Linked DNA regions of Columba livia: region 2 is linked to region 1. Evidence: chromatin contacts called from public Hi-C data. All regions are on one chromosome and are shown on one strand. Each heading gives the region's core, a stretch centred on a gene start, on an enhancer-like site or on the middle of the called end of the contact. The rest is flanking DNA. Distances are from core to core; before and after follow the strand shown. Region 1 has its middle 6.5 kb from the start of RBFOX2. Region 2 overlaps RBFOX2 (RNA binding fox-1 homolog 2).

Region 1 (7,123 bases), core at 2,175-4,674:
AGGATGACATGGAAATCATTGGATGGAGAATTCCGGCTGTGACTGATGGACTGGGATGCGTTTAAAAATTAAGTACCTCGGAAAACTAATGAAGAATGGTTTCAGCTGAAGAAATTCCTCATGGGTTGAAAACCGGAGGAAGGGGATGAATTATCAGCCATACAGCAGGCAGAAAGGGGTCACCTTATTTATTTCCGAAGCACAGCAAGACACGATGTGTACTTACCTGTGCTGATTATGAGTCCCGCTGAGCTTGATGATAACCTGCTCTCCCGGGCGGGCGTGCTGCGCTCTGCGGCTCAGAGGAAGCGCAAAAGGAATTTGTCTGTGCTGGGATGAAATGTGATTACCGCCGCACGCTGCGGCGGGGGCTTGTTCCTGAGGGTCAGGATCCCGCGCTTCTCAGCTCGCCTAGAAGCGCTAACGCACACAGAGGAAGTTCATTGCAGTCAGTAATTTTTGGGGGTCTGTTTCTGACTGGTTTGATGCCGTGGCACCTAAGCTGGCATTTCATCACAGCACAGAGATGGTAGCGTGAGGTGCCCTTCTTCAAAACCAAGCAACGCCTTGACAACAGTTTAACGCTAAACAGAGAGCTTTGCTGGAAACTGACTCCAAAGCAGCTGCCCCACAGAGGTAGAGGAGCTGAAAACCTCTTTAACAGTGGTTTTAGTTGGAGCTGGAGCAATTTATGAAAGGGATTACCTGGCGTGATGTCTGTGCTGCAGGGCTCTGGGCTCAGTGACGCAGGGCAGCCTTTCCCATCTCCTACCTAAAGATTAAATCTGAGCATTTATGAAGGAAAGATGGAGCAGTTACTCCTTTTTGTCAACATGCTGCCTTGGGCCATGCAAGACGGCCGGGGAAAGGCTTGCTCCTGCCCACAGGGTAGACGCAGAGGTTCCTACAAGACCTTGCCACCCGTCTCATCTTATGTTTCAGGAGCTTTTATGTCGTGACCCAGTGTTTTCTGATGGCCACAGGCCACGGGATGTGCGTGGGATGAAGGCAAACAGGACAGGAACTGTGTGTCTTCCACAGTTAGAAGAGCAGGGCTGAGAGCAGCTGGATCGCTGCCGCAGGGGAGCGGCGAGCCACGGGCGGCAGAGCAGGGATCTGGGGTACACTGCAGAGACCTCGGTGTGTGCTGGGGGAGAAGAGGGCTGAGCAGAGGCAGGGCGGTGAGGCTCAGCTCGTAGGCTCGTGCTCCTGATAGCTCTGGGGCCTTCAACGAGTTTTTCGCAGCAGAGGGGTGAGTTTGTGCCTGTTCACAATCTGAGCCTCTGGCTCTTTTCTCCTGGTCTCCCTTCCCCTACTAATGGCTCCCAAGGGAAACTTCCTGCTGCAGGAAAGGGGAAGAAAAGAAAAACCACAAAAGCAGAGGGCTGAGGGAGGCAGGGGGAGCAGCAACCTCCAAAGGGCTGACCTGCAGATGCAGGGATGTGGGCAAGGGGGCTGCAGTGGGGGCAGACACCACCCAGGCCCCGTCCCACATCCAGGTTTGGGTTCCCATCGCTCCAGGCCAGCAGGGACCTGCCAAAGGTGGTGCAATTCAAGGACGTGCCCCCAAATCCCCAGTGACTTTCTGACAGCAGGAGCTGCCCAGGGGCTCCCTTGGGACCCAGAGTCTGGTGCTGTGCACAGTGGTGGGGGCACAGGGCAGCCCCCTCCAGGCGGGACGGGCAGCGCGAGGAGATGGAGGCCCTGGGAGAGGCACCGGTGAGGGGCATCAAAAAGAGCAGTGCTGAGGCTTTCTTAAACCCTTCCATGTATGTGTTTGTGCGTATATGTACATACAAGTTTAACTACAGGTGCAAACAGACACATGTGTGTGACTTTGCATTAAGCAGAATGTGGAAGTTTTCCAGGGTAAAGTCCATCACATGAATATCATGATTAGCCTCTAAATACATACTGCAAGCTGAGGAAACTCAGTGTTGAGGTCAAATACAAAGTGTATTTTGTTAAGAGATGTACAGCTGAGGCACCCAAGCAGTCTGATGGCTGGTGAATGGGAATCAAGAGGAAAAAAAAAAATATACTGTATCTTTAAAAATCACTGTAAGTGACTCCGGGAGACAGAACTAAGTGATTCCTCCAGAATGACTGGGTTATAGCCTGCTACCACAATTACATTTATTTAGGTGCCCTACCTGTGCATTCACACTGCTGAAGAATACACTCAGATTGCTTACAGCTTTCCTCTCCACCCTAAATTGCCTGAATTTATAGCACATACTTGGGAGACTACAGCAATTTCCCCATTCCGTATTTAACCCGTGTTACCCACACCAGCTTAACTCCACCTGCGTGCAACTTGTGTGAAGAAAAGTGGTATTAATAAAGCGGGAGGCAAGCCTCTGGAGGGAGTGGGGCCAGGACAGCGCTGGTAATCCTGAGTCATACGGCTGATTTCTGGGTCAGCCGGACCCTACAGCACATGGCTGGTGTCCCTGGCCAGCTCTGGTGTCAGGGATTCCACCACGCTTTTGCCATTGGCTGCACAGGGCTGTGGATATCCCCTCCTCAATCTGTCATGGGCTGGTAATGTTTTATTTTGGTTTGAATTTGTAGCCCTGCTCACCTTCCAAATGGCTGTTCAGTAGGCAGGAATAAGAGAAGGGGCTGGAAAACATGACTAAATATGGCTGTGTTTCTGATTGCTACAGACTGCAGGATTAGCGGCTTTTCTTGCCAGCACCACGGCTGAAGTTCCCAAGGTTTGAAGAGCCCTGACAAGAGCCGCAGCCCTTCCCCCGCCTTTTTTATTTTTCTTTTTTTCTTTTTCATTTTCCATGGAGAAATCTGCAACCTATTGTCTGGGCCAGCAAACTTGGCACCCTCCAGACGCCTATAAAATTGCATTAGGCGTTTATATTTCCTGTAGTGGATTATGTGCTGTCTGGAGTTTGCACGATTCTGGGAGAGAGAGTTAGCCTTTTTGCTTTTTTTTTATTTTGGTGGGGGCTACAAATTGCATTTGCAACAATTTCATTTTCTTGGAGATACAGAGCGTGCTGGCAATTGCAGGGCAGCCGGAGATGTTCCGAGACAGATGTGCGCGGTTTCCCCTGCCCACAGCTGGCGCAGCCGCGCACACGAGGCGCAGCCCTGACTCAGCCCCGCGCCAGAAAAATCGCCCCGTCCACCAGCGTGTCAATAACCTCATTGACTGCCATGATGCTTCTCATGCTTGAAGTTAAGCAAGTGCATAAATGTCACGCTGAATCACGCGAAAAGGATTTCTCGGCGCTCTCGTGGAGTCAGTTCTCTTGACCCAGCTGGCTCTGTGTCCCTGCACGCATCGGGTTTTTGTGCAAACTCTTAGTGTTTTTGCAGATGTAACACGTATGGGGGATTTTCTTTACGAACTGGAGTTTGCCTGATTTTTAAAATATCCTCTTGGCCCATATGTAAAGTATTTCTTGTGCTTCATCACACTTTTCTAATCTCCATCTGAAGCCAAAGAGGCTGTAACTATTTCTAGAGTGAAGAAATCTCAGAAGAAAAAAAAAAGTAGTATGTTTTCAAATCTTATTTGAAATGTGTGCTGTATCAGCAACAAATAGCACAGTGAAAGGGTAAAATCAGATTGCAAGTGCTTATTGGTCGTTGTTATCATAAATTTACACAGCGCTTTTTTGTGCAAAGGAAAACTAATAATCTTTTGCAGAAAAGACACAATCTAAGGGCACGATTTGGTGATCCTGTTCGTATGAATAAGTATTATGTGTCTCAGTCTCTTTGAAATGAATGCTGGATTGCTGAATAGCCAGCAGGTGGAGTCATTTATAATGTATGTGCTGTGATCTGGGAAGCTGAATAAGTACGGCTGGACACGTGGAAATTTCAGTTGAAAGCTGAGACCAAGGAAAATATGAGGAATGGAACTGGAAAACTCTGCGAGCGTGAAGAACACAAAGAGCTAAAAGCTTCAGCAGCAGAAGAGGAGGGGCCTGCAAAATGTTTGGAATAGCGAGAAGCTGGAGCAATCCTGGAAACGCTCCTGTGGCTTGGATCCCGGGGCGTAATCCGTGCTGTTGTAATTCGCGCAGACGGCGGCCATCCCAAGGGAAGGCTGGAACAGCTGGGAAACATCAGGGTGTGGGCCTGCTTCAACCACACTCCCGCTCTTTGTCCTTGCATCAGTCACAGGAGTGAAAGGTGATACAGGGATCGCTGTAGAAAATATCTGCGAGCTCTCCTCTGCCCTGGGAGATGGCTCTTCTTGCTAGTTGAGTCGTGTCAAGGACCAGCTTAGTTTGGCATTTTGTGTCTAACAATGCACTTTCAGATGCTTTTCAATTAACCGATTAGGGAGAGAGTCAGCCTCGACTCCAGAGATCAGTCATGTAGTAAATTGAGTTGTAACTAAGGGGCCCTAATAAACAGGGTGCTTCACTGAAAATGAACAGGAGTTACATGACAACACCCGCTCTGTTTGCACGCTGTGCCCGGCCGCCACAGCGGGTGTTTTGCTTTGTCCTTCGTTCCGTCTGCCGGTTACACTGGGAACGAACTCTGCCCCCGGCGGGGCTTCTGCCCTTCTCGGACTGCGCAGCCTCCAGCCCATTTGGAAATGAACAGTTGCAAATAATGATTTGTACCGTCTGTTTGTCTGGGTGCCCATGTAAGCTGAATAATAATGTCACGGCCACTGGGCTGCTGCGGCCTCGTGCATGAGAGAGGATGGCACAGCCCCGAGGGACGTCAGAGACACGGCCAGGGATGTGTTTGTGCGAGGGCTGTGACTCCAGCAAGGCTACTGGAGGGACAACTCTATCAACAGCCACCGTCACTGGCTTCCTGACGTAGACTCCAGCCTCCAACAACCTCTGGTTCACACCTGATGGGCAACCAAGGGGAACAAATGCCAGGTATTTCCCTGCTTCTTGATATCTCTGGCACCCAGAGGGTGGGGGACAGCCAGTGTTTGGTTTGGTTTTGTTTTTTTTCTGGTCTGCGTCCCCACACACTCCCTGTGGTACCTCTGTGGCTCATGTTATTTACCTTGAGCTGGTCAGGCCCACAGTCTCAACAGGAAAGCAAAAGACTTTTCATTTCCCAGACAAGCTCTTCACACAGTTTCCTATTATTATATATTTGGGGGATATAGTTGGAGACCCTTCATATTAGGAGTGCTGAAGGACCTACTTTATTCCCCATCCTTCCAGACACAAGCAATGCAGGCAGGCAGCATTTTTATGCTACCTGCATGTATGCACAGAACTGCATCTGCACTGCAGGTGTTGTACTGCTTTAGTGGCATCGGTGTACCTGAAATGGCACAGCTTTGGTACATGATGATACCCCCCAGAACCACAGATCGAGCAGCAATTAGCAACGATAAATGCACTGCAGCGATATCTGAAGCCAGCTGGAAAACGTGTCAGGAAAATTTTGCTCAGAGGTCTCTGTTTGATTCCCAGCTGTTGACACCGCTGCTCGGCCGGAGTGCTGAGGTGCTCGGTGGCATTTGCTGAAGCCAGGTGTCCTCATTGCAAGAGGTGGCTCTGGGAAAAAAACAGGTGCATTGTGGGTGTTGACCCACTGACTGACAGCTGCCAGCACCTTTGCATCAGAGTGACATATTGATATTGGCCTCCTGCCACTGCCTGGGGACTGGCATCCTTCCGGCAGACGGTTTAAGTCAGGTGACAAAGTCTTTGGATTTTGTTGACTTACGTTATGTATCTTTGGCTGCGTGCTTGCCCGTGACAAGAAAAAGCAGCTTCTGTAAATAAGATTTTGTAGCAAAGAGCCAGCCCGAGATAAGCGAGGAGAAACATTTACCCACGCTCGTTGCTACGGAAAACTCCATCACCGCTCCCTGACAAACCAGGACCAAAGTACAGGCTGAAACTTTACCTTGGCGGCACTTCGCTACCTGTGGGAGTAATGCTGTCAGGAGGAAAAGCATTTGGCTCCAGGAGCTTGGCTGGCAGGATAGAAACAGCAGGAATGAGCACGGTTGGACAAGGTACTCAACCTCCCCTGGCCCACTAGCAGAGAGACCGAATCCACTGGGAAGGAGAAGGGCAAAGCTGCGGGAGGCTGCAGCGGCAGGAGGGAGCTGGTCAGCAGGATCAGGCATCACGTGTAGATGATGGAAGCAGCAAGAAGCCATTCTTAGTTGTGGTGGTGGAGAGTTTTGCTTTGAACTGTCTCCTAATGATTTCTATGCCCTCGGTTTGCACCTCACTTCGTGCTTGTGCCTTACAACCTGTGTGAGTCGTTGACTCTGCTCCAGCCCAGCATCTTGTGGGACTCAACTCTTTGTTCTTCCATAGATGTTTCACACCTGATGACACTTGATCTCCAGCCCAGTGAGAGCACCAACACATGTACCTTCAAGGATTCCCTTCAGAGGGTGTCTTCTTTTTTGTGGGGGGGGAACCGCCACAACTTTACTCAAAAATTGTATTAATATATTTAGAAAGATATATTCTTCATACCAAATTCTAAGAGCTCTCTGAAAGGACAGTGTTTCTTACAGTTGCCTCTCGTTGATCCGTCAAAGACAAAGCACTGGTAAGCACTCTACAAAGCTGTCCATAAAATCATGGCACATAGGAGCCTTTGGCAAGAGCACTGTGCAGCAGTGAAGGGTTAACAGAGGAGTCAGCTGTCTGTTTAGTATGTCTCAGATGTCACATACAAATACCTAAAAGGCAGCTGGGTTGTGTGAAAGGAAATCAGCAGATTAAGATTGTAGTCCCAGCTCAAAAGCTTTTTTGTGACTTCAGGAATGCCTCGTATCCCGTCTGTTAAATTGAGATAATACCGATCCCACAAGCGTACTGTGAAGATTAATTCATTAATCTTTTTTTAAGTGGAAAGGGAAAGAGCCAGAAAAATAATAATATGAAATATCACGGCAGTAATGACAGAAAGCAACTGATAGCACAGGGCACGGCAGCTGCAGCTGCAGGTCAGTTTGGTGTAGAGGGCAGAGCACCCTGGCTCAGCTCCCTTCATCTGCTCTGTGACTGAGGGTGCTCGGGGCCCTGCCGTGCCCCGGCTGCTCCCCTGGCGGGCTGCAGACCATGGCCAGCCAAAAACGCCTCCCCAAGACACCAGCCTGCAGCACCGCCAGCCCTCCTGGGTGGCGTCTCTGCAGGAG
Region 2 (7,123 bases), core at 3,185-5,684, 46 kb after region 1:
CTTGTGCTTTGCTTCTGCTTATGAAACTGCTCTGTTTCTAGATGTGATTTCTGGGCATCCAGGTCTTTTGACTTCAGGAAATCCCACAAAGTTTGGTTTTGTCTCTTTTCTGCTACAGCTTTGGTGACAGTTCCTTTTTTCAGTCCCTGATGTGTAAAATACCATCCTCAAGATAACGATTTATTTTTCCTTTCTTCATTATAACTTTGCTTATGTTCACTGTCCCTATCTTTGGTACCTGCAGTGGTAACTTCTCTTTTAATTCCTTGTTCTCTGTGTGGAAATCTTCCTGCTTTCCAACGTGTTGTGAGACTGGCACACAAGCCTGTTTGAGGTACTGACCTCGCAGGTGTGTGTACAAGTGCTGTTAAAAGCGTAACTGGAATGAATGGTCTTTTAGAGAAGACTATCTCTCCTGATACAGGTGAATGCTTATGGCACTTAGACTAAGTTGGTAAACTGCAGCATGTGGGAGGAACAGCAATCACAGTAGTTTTTTATGATCTGTGCTTATGCTGGGGGAAAAGAAATAGTTGTGTGTTTTCATAATGATGTTGCTTGGTTTTTAATTAAGTTCACGGTTAAAACCCGAAAGCTCGATGAGACCCTGGTACTGTAGCTGTCGGTCTCCACTTGCTTCTTCCAACTTCTGTGTCCTTCCTTGTGTTTCTGTATTATTTGTGGAGTTTTGTGCTTTACCTGCTTGCTGGCTATTAGTATTCGAGAAAAATGTACTCACAGGGTGGTCAACCTAATTAATTACTGTTAATCCCCAAAGCTGGCTGCCATAAGTTTTGTTGTCCTTGAAGCTCTCACACTGTGCATGTTCTGTAGCTTTAGTGTGAGAGCCCGAGGAGAGCCTGGATGTTTCCTGGCAGGTTTCCACGGAGAATCCCCTGGGTAGGTTTGAGGTAAAGAGGAAGAGAGGGAGGATGAATCTGAACTTAAAATAGCATTGCCAGTCCCTGTATTGAAATATTAGCACCTTGGTTTTTAGCAGAAGTTGTGTTAAAGTGCTCTTGTTTAAACTCTGAAATGGTGCCAGCAGCCACACGCCCTGTGGAGAGCAGAAGACCTCTCTCTGGTAGGAGCTGGTCTGTTTAACCCCAGTATCCCAGCACAAACACAAAACCATCTCAACAAAAACTCTTCCTGACAGCAATCATACATCTCTGTCAGCTTCATGCCCAGAATATCTTTGGTTTTGACAGTTGGGGATTGTTTTGTTGTGTTTTATCAGGATCTTCCCCTTGGGCCTCTAGAGAGGGCCCCCCCTTGCCTGAGAGCTGCTGGAGAAAGAACAGGGCTGACTTAGGAGTTCCTCCTCACAAGTCATAACAAGAGATAGGAACAGACCTAAAAAGTGATTGCGGAGGGCAGCTGCCTCTTTTCGTCCTCCTAGCTTTCTACTGGGAGTTCCATGTGAATGCACAGGGGTACCAGGTGGAATTGATACAGGCTTTGTTTATTATAACTTAGTTTATCCTCCACCCAGAGAGAAAGGTGCATGCATGAGCCCTGTGTGAGTGCCCTGTCCCCATTTCGAATAGGTGATGTTGGAGGGAAAATAATGGAAAATAAATTAAGAAAAAGAAATAAACATTTAGGAAGTATCATGAAGTATGATATCTTAATCCCTGCTACACTGCTGAAATAGAGACAAATCTGGGAATTTAATGGAGAAATTCCAGAGGTGTTGGAGGTTGATGTACTCCTGCAGAGCAGGGTGATGGGGCTGCCAATAACACAAAACATGTAGACTCAGAGTCCCTTCTGGGGTGAAGGAAGAAAGTTTAGAGGATTGATTTCCTGTTGGGAGTGTGTGAGGTATTTCTGAGGCTTACTGGGGTGATTGAAGTTGCACTGACTGCTTTTTAAGTACATCTTAAACTATTAGTATACCTTTGAAAAGGAGAAAATTGACACTTTTATGGCTAATGTTTATGGAAACATTTATTCAAGACTGGGCAAGGTAGGCAGTAGCTTCAGTAATTTTATGTTCTATTTTGTTCAGTTGTCATGATGGTAAATGAAGTTTGCATATAAAAATTCTTGGGAAAATTACAAAAATTATACACAGCTGAAATTACAGGGGGTGAGGTAAGATTAGTTTATGCTTATTTTATGGCTTTGAATTATTTTTTTTTCTTCTGTACAGTTTGGCGTATGCAGTTGAGAATGAATCTTAGGTGTATTGGCTCACGTGGAGAATAGGAAGTTAGCAGAGTACTTTAATCTTAGCTCATTCTTCCCCCATTTCATGCAGGTTCTCGTTTTCAGCTGAGTTAAGACAGGCATATAATTCCTTGGTTTCTATGCCTTGTAACCACAACATTCATTCTTTGTCTTCTTGTCTTGCAGAACGAGCCTCTGACTTCAGGTTATCATGGATACCCAGCAAGAGACAATCAAGTAAGAGTCTGATTGCAGTGAATGCGTGTGTTTGTGTGCTCATCTCTTTACACTTATGGATGTTTTGTCCGACACCTTCCTGGCTGTCTAGTTATGGAGTCGAAGTTGTTTTGTGCTCTTGTGGAATGCTTGTGGAAATATATGTGGTAGATTGAATGCTTTTTATGGCCTCCAGTGGTATGTGGCAACACGCCTGGCAAGGGGTTAAACATCATCCACATTACCAATGGCTTAGGAAATTCTTTATTCCTAAAAAATTTGTAACTTAAAATCCCTGTCCAAAGCTGCCACTCTATCTCCTCAGTGTTAGTGATTGTAGATATTCAATGCCAGTGCATGCTTGGCCCTTTTTTTTTACTTATTGCAGTAATTCTAGCATCTGGGGAGCAAAATAGCACTGAAATTTTGTGAGAGTTTGCTTTGCTGGTGGAGTAAGGAATGACACATCCCATTGGGTTGTTTCTAGTATCTGTGAACTTGTCTTGCCTTCCTTTCAAGCCCTGCAGGGCCCCTGCTCCTTGCTCTTATTCAGGATGTTCTCCTTCTGCAGCAGTAAAAATTACACTGTTCACTGCATTGCATCTGTAAGCATTCTCTTGCCTCCTAGCAGAAGACAGAGAAATCCCAGATGATGAATTTGCACGACGGAAGGAGGAGATGCTTTGGAACAAATGAAATTTAATGGGTTGTAAGATACAACTGTCACACATTAAACCTCCCTTCTTAGACTGAATGGGTTTTTTTTCAGTGTTCTGCAGTGCTACTGCAAAGCAGAGTATGAACCAGTGCAACAGGAAATTAATATACACGGAAAATCAATAATGCAGCACATTTTGGTAATGAGCAAATAATAAAACCAAAATCAAATTCTTTAATACTCTCAGGTACTGCTATATAAAGAAAGTGATTTTCATCATATCTTGATGAGGTCTGGGTATATGGAGCAACAGCATAACAGGAGATGTTATGGAGAAAGTGCAGCATAGTGCAGCTTCAGCAACTGAAGAGCTTGAATCTTCAGTGCTTGTAACATGTGTATGAATTTCTATATAGGAGGAAATTATTCAGAATGTCTACTGGGATATATTAAACTGTTAACCAGCACAAATAAATATTACACGCTGGGATGCTGTGGGAGTTGTGTTCCTAATCTATCCAGGCTAAGTAAGGGATGCTGGGTTGAGAGGCAGAGCCAGTCGCAGATCCTTAACGTGGTTCATACGTGCTTTTCACTTGTCCATTCCAGTAGAACCTTCTGCGCCCTATTTTGTACTTCAGCTTACCCATTTAGGAGTGTCTTTTGGTGTTTCATTTTGGTGACTGCCAGGACGTCCCACTTCACAGGTTTCTTCTTTCTCATGCCTTAATAATTCTTCTCGTTTGAAAGAATCTGTTGCTGGCAGATCAGTGGAGGTGGGCACAGGAAGCTGTACAGCAGCCAGGGCGTGAAATGATGATTAGTGCCTGGGCAGCCCTGGAGGGCTCTGTATGGGTGAGCACAGGTAGTAATGTATTAGCCAGTGTGCATATGTATTTCAAATGGCAGATAGCTTTATGGAAATGTCTTTGTGGGCAAACAGCTTCAGTTTAACTTGTGTGCTTTCATTTTAGCAAATGCAGCCAAAAAAAGATTTTTATGAGCTTTTTTTTTTTCTGCTCTCGGTAACATCTTGATCTGTGTTAGGTATTTGTCTTTCTTTCTTGCTTTTGGCCCTGAAGCATCTTAAATTCAGGTCTGGTTCTCACTAATGAGGTTTCAAGGCTTTTAGCTAATTTGATTCAGGATCTGTGACATGGTAGCAGCAGAGAAAGAAGTCCTCTGTTGCCACAGACTGGGACTGGTGTGGGAGAGACAGCGATGGCTGATCCACCACCTGCCTTTCTGTGCTGGGAAAGGAGGAAGGAAGTGGTGTGGGAATACATGTAGCGATCCTGACCCTGTAACAAATTATGAGATGCAGGAGCAATTCTGACAGATTTCCTCAGATTAGGAGCTGGATTTGAGCTGGTGAGTGTCTCTGTCTCTCGCTCTGTCCCATTGCAGTTCTTTATTGTAAATACTCATGCTGTGTTTTTTGCCACAATGTTTTCCTTAGCAGAAGTAGCAAATCAGAGCTTTATTTCTAGGCCTTCTTGTTGTGTGACCACACTAGTCCTGCTAGAAATTCTGTAGATATAACTTGCACTTTTGTTCACCTTATGTAGCATCCTACTCCTTCACTTGTTTGTACGTCCTTTTGCTCCTTCAAGGTCTAAATGCCATTAATTGCTGGCTGCAAATCTTTCACTATGCTGTTTTACACCCTCTAGTGGTTAAATCATACCCAGATGTTCCAGCTTATTGTAGGGGTTTTTTTTGTAGTTGAAATATGTGATTGGTTTGAGTCCTCACTTTGGTGATTTGGGAATGCTTAGGTCTACAGTATGAAGTTTATTTTGTATCCTTTCCCAAATATTTAAGCATTCTGTCATCATCATGCATGGGCAGCAGCACTGAGGCAAATGAGCTGGATTTATATCGAGGCATTATTACTCTTAATTCTGGTGTTGTGTGATTGCTTTATGATAACCAAGAGTTTCTGGGTTGTTCTTTACCTACCCTGCCATAATGCCGTCTTACTGGATTTTTTCTGGTGATGGGGCCCAGGAGCATGTGAGCTAAATCATTGTGGTGTAAGTTTGCCTAAAAAGAGAAGGGCTGCAGTACTGGGGCTGCAGTACTGGGGCTGCAGTACTGCTGCATAAGGAGCTGGAGAGCTCTCTGGGACTGTTCTCAAGAATTCCAGGTTTGCTGTGTGGGCATCTAATACACATACAGGAATGGCAGGATGCCCCCTCCTTTTCCCCAGAGCTATGCTGATGGCAGGAACGAAGCCCTCAGTAAAGGGAAAATACAGGCAGCATTAGTGTAACGTCATTAGCAGAGATGAGAACCAAGTGTTTTCATGAGGAGAGCTTATTCTCCGGGGACTGTTCAGTTCTTGATCCCTCTATTGGGCCTGCCAACAAAGTGGTGTTTCTGGGTGGTTTTTTTTTTTTTGGTAACGTGAGCGCCTGCCTAAAATGCAGTGAACCAAGGCTTCCTTGCTTCATTTCCCAAGCTGTGACAAACAGCTCTGAGGTACTATGAGTTGGTCTCAACACGGAAAATGACTGGTACAGCTATACTGATATAACTTTTACATAAAAACAAACTCATCAAGAGTAAACACTCTGCTTCCAGAAAGCTATTCCATGCTGACTGCACCAGGCTGTTTTATATATAGCCAAGGCCTATGTCATATTGCTCTAGTGTTTTCTGTGTCGAATTGTATTAGACACGATATCTGAAATTTGTTTGAGTGCTGAATACTGACACTTCTGTGGCAGAATTTGGCAGCTGTACAGAACAATTTTGTTCCCCAACAGGAAACAAAATGAGCAAGAACACGTTGTTCAGCAGCCACTGAAGGTAAGAGAGGAGGAGAGTGAGTTTATGGAAGCAGGAGGTAATTGCAGACACCAGAAATGGGTCAGGATGTTAGACCTGTTATACCTCTTTTGTTACAGAAAGTGATCCTCAGCTATCAAAACGGGTTAGGATGTTGGTTTGAAGCCTCTTTTAAAAGCTTGTACTTCTATGAGTACAATTCTTAAATCAAACGGCCATTGACTTGGTACTAATGTGGTGGAAACATTGTTACCTATCACAAGTGACACTTCCTACAACAGCTTCATTTCAGTGGCTGGTTTTTCATCTGAGCACTCACCAGGCCTGACCTGTTGTTCTCATGTAGGTGGATGAGGCTGCAGCCCAAGGTAGCGCGGGTGCCCATGGCAACTGATAGGAACAGCTTTATCACTATCCCCTTGGTTTGCATTCAAGGTTAAGGTGAAATGCTGTTAAATCCTCTCATTGTCAGCCTGTTCCCCAGGGTCTTTACCCACTTGCTGCTTTGGAGTAACTGTTGGGGCATCACAGGCAGCAGGTGGCTGCATGTCCTCCCCTCCCCGGGGCTGTGAGCTGTGCTGGCTGAACAGTGGCAGTGGCAATCCCTGAGAAAAGGAAGCCTCCCCTGTTGGTTTTTTTTCCCCCATTTATTTTCTTTGTGCACTTCCCCCCCCGATGCGGGGAGCTGGGCAAGGAAGCCTTTCATCCTGAGGTGTGAAGGGTACGCATGAGCTCCCATGGAGAGGGAGGACAGCAGGTCACTGGGCTGCCTGTTGGCACTGGCTGCGCAGAGGCACTGCTGCTCCCATCCGTGGTCTCTGCTGCCAGCAGCTGGGGTCTCGCAGACAGTTCAGAGGTGGAAACCTCTGTTGTCTTGTCTTTGCAGTATCAGGCTCCTTTACCTATCTTCCTCTTCTTCATCATATGGATGAAGCATGCATTTGGGCATATTGCCACAACTTGATTAGCAGCTGGGTGGACAGCAGTGGATTAGCAGTGTGGATTAGGATATCCACAAAAATATCTTGGTTTAGTATTAACAGACTGAAATGCTCTTCTCATAAGACAAATTAAAAGTGAACTTCTGGAGGAAAATGGTATGGCCATTTGATGGTTTTTTATGTTCCATGATAGCACCAACCACAGTCTCTCCAGTGCCCTACTTTGTTGGTCCTGGAATAGACTCTGTCTCAAGAGTTTAAATCTGCAAGTAGCGTTCCTGAAAAGCATTTTTGTTTTTAATTTGTTTTCCTGCTTGTAACTGACCATGAAAATAAACCC

What was found. A called contact is a pair of places that touch in the nucleus more often than the background predicts.
Region 2: a Hi-C map of liver shows a contact between it and region 1, with 5 times the contacts expected there. The contact joins two enhancer-like sites. A contact is called at or near these places in 2 of 2 Hi-C or Micro-C datasets (crop and liver).

Annotation. Positions count from the first base shown.
Region 1 is chr1:174,020,272-174,027,394 of bColLiv1.pat.W.v2, forward strand. No RefSeq gene overlaps it. Among named protein-coding and RNA genes, the nearest start is that of RBFOX2, 6.5 kb to the right of the region's middle. Within about 2 kb of position 3,425, at least 2 of the 3 cell types and tissues checked have an H3K27ac peak away from gene starts, as active enhancers do.
Region 2 is chr1:174,065,252-174,072,374 of bColLiv1.pat.W.v2, forward strand. RBFOX2 (RNA binding fox-1 homolog 2) reads left to right here. Exons shown (of 12, transcript XM_065048158.1): 2 at 2,362-2,412. Among named protein-coding and RNA genes, the nearest start is that of RBFOX2, 38 kb to the left of the region's middle. Within about 2 kb of position 4,435, at least 1 of the 3 cell types and tissues checked has an H3K27ac peak away from gene starts, as active enhancers do.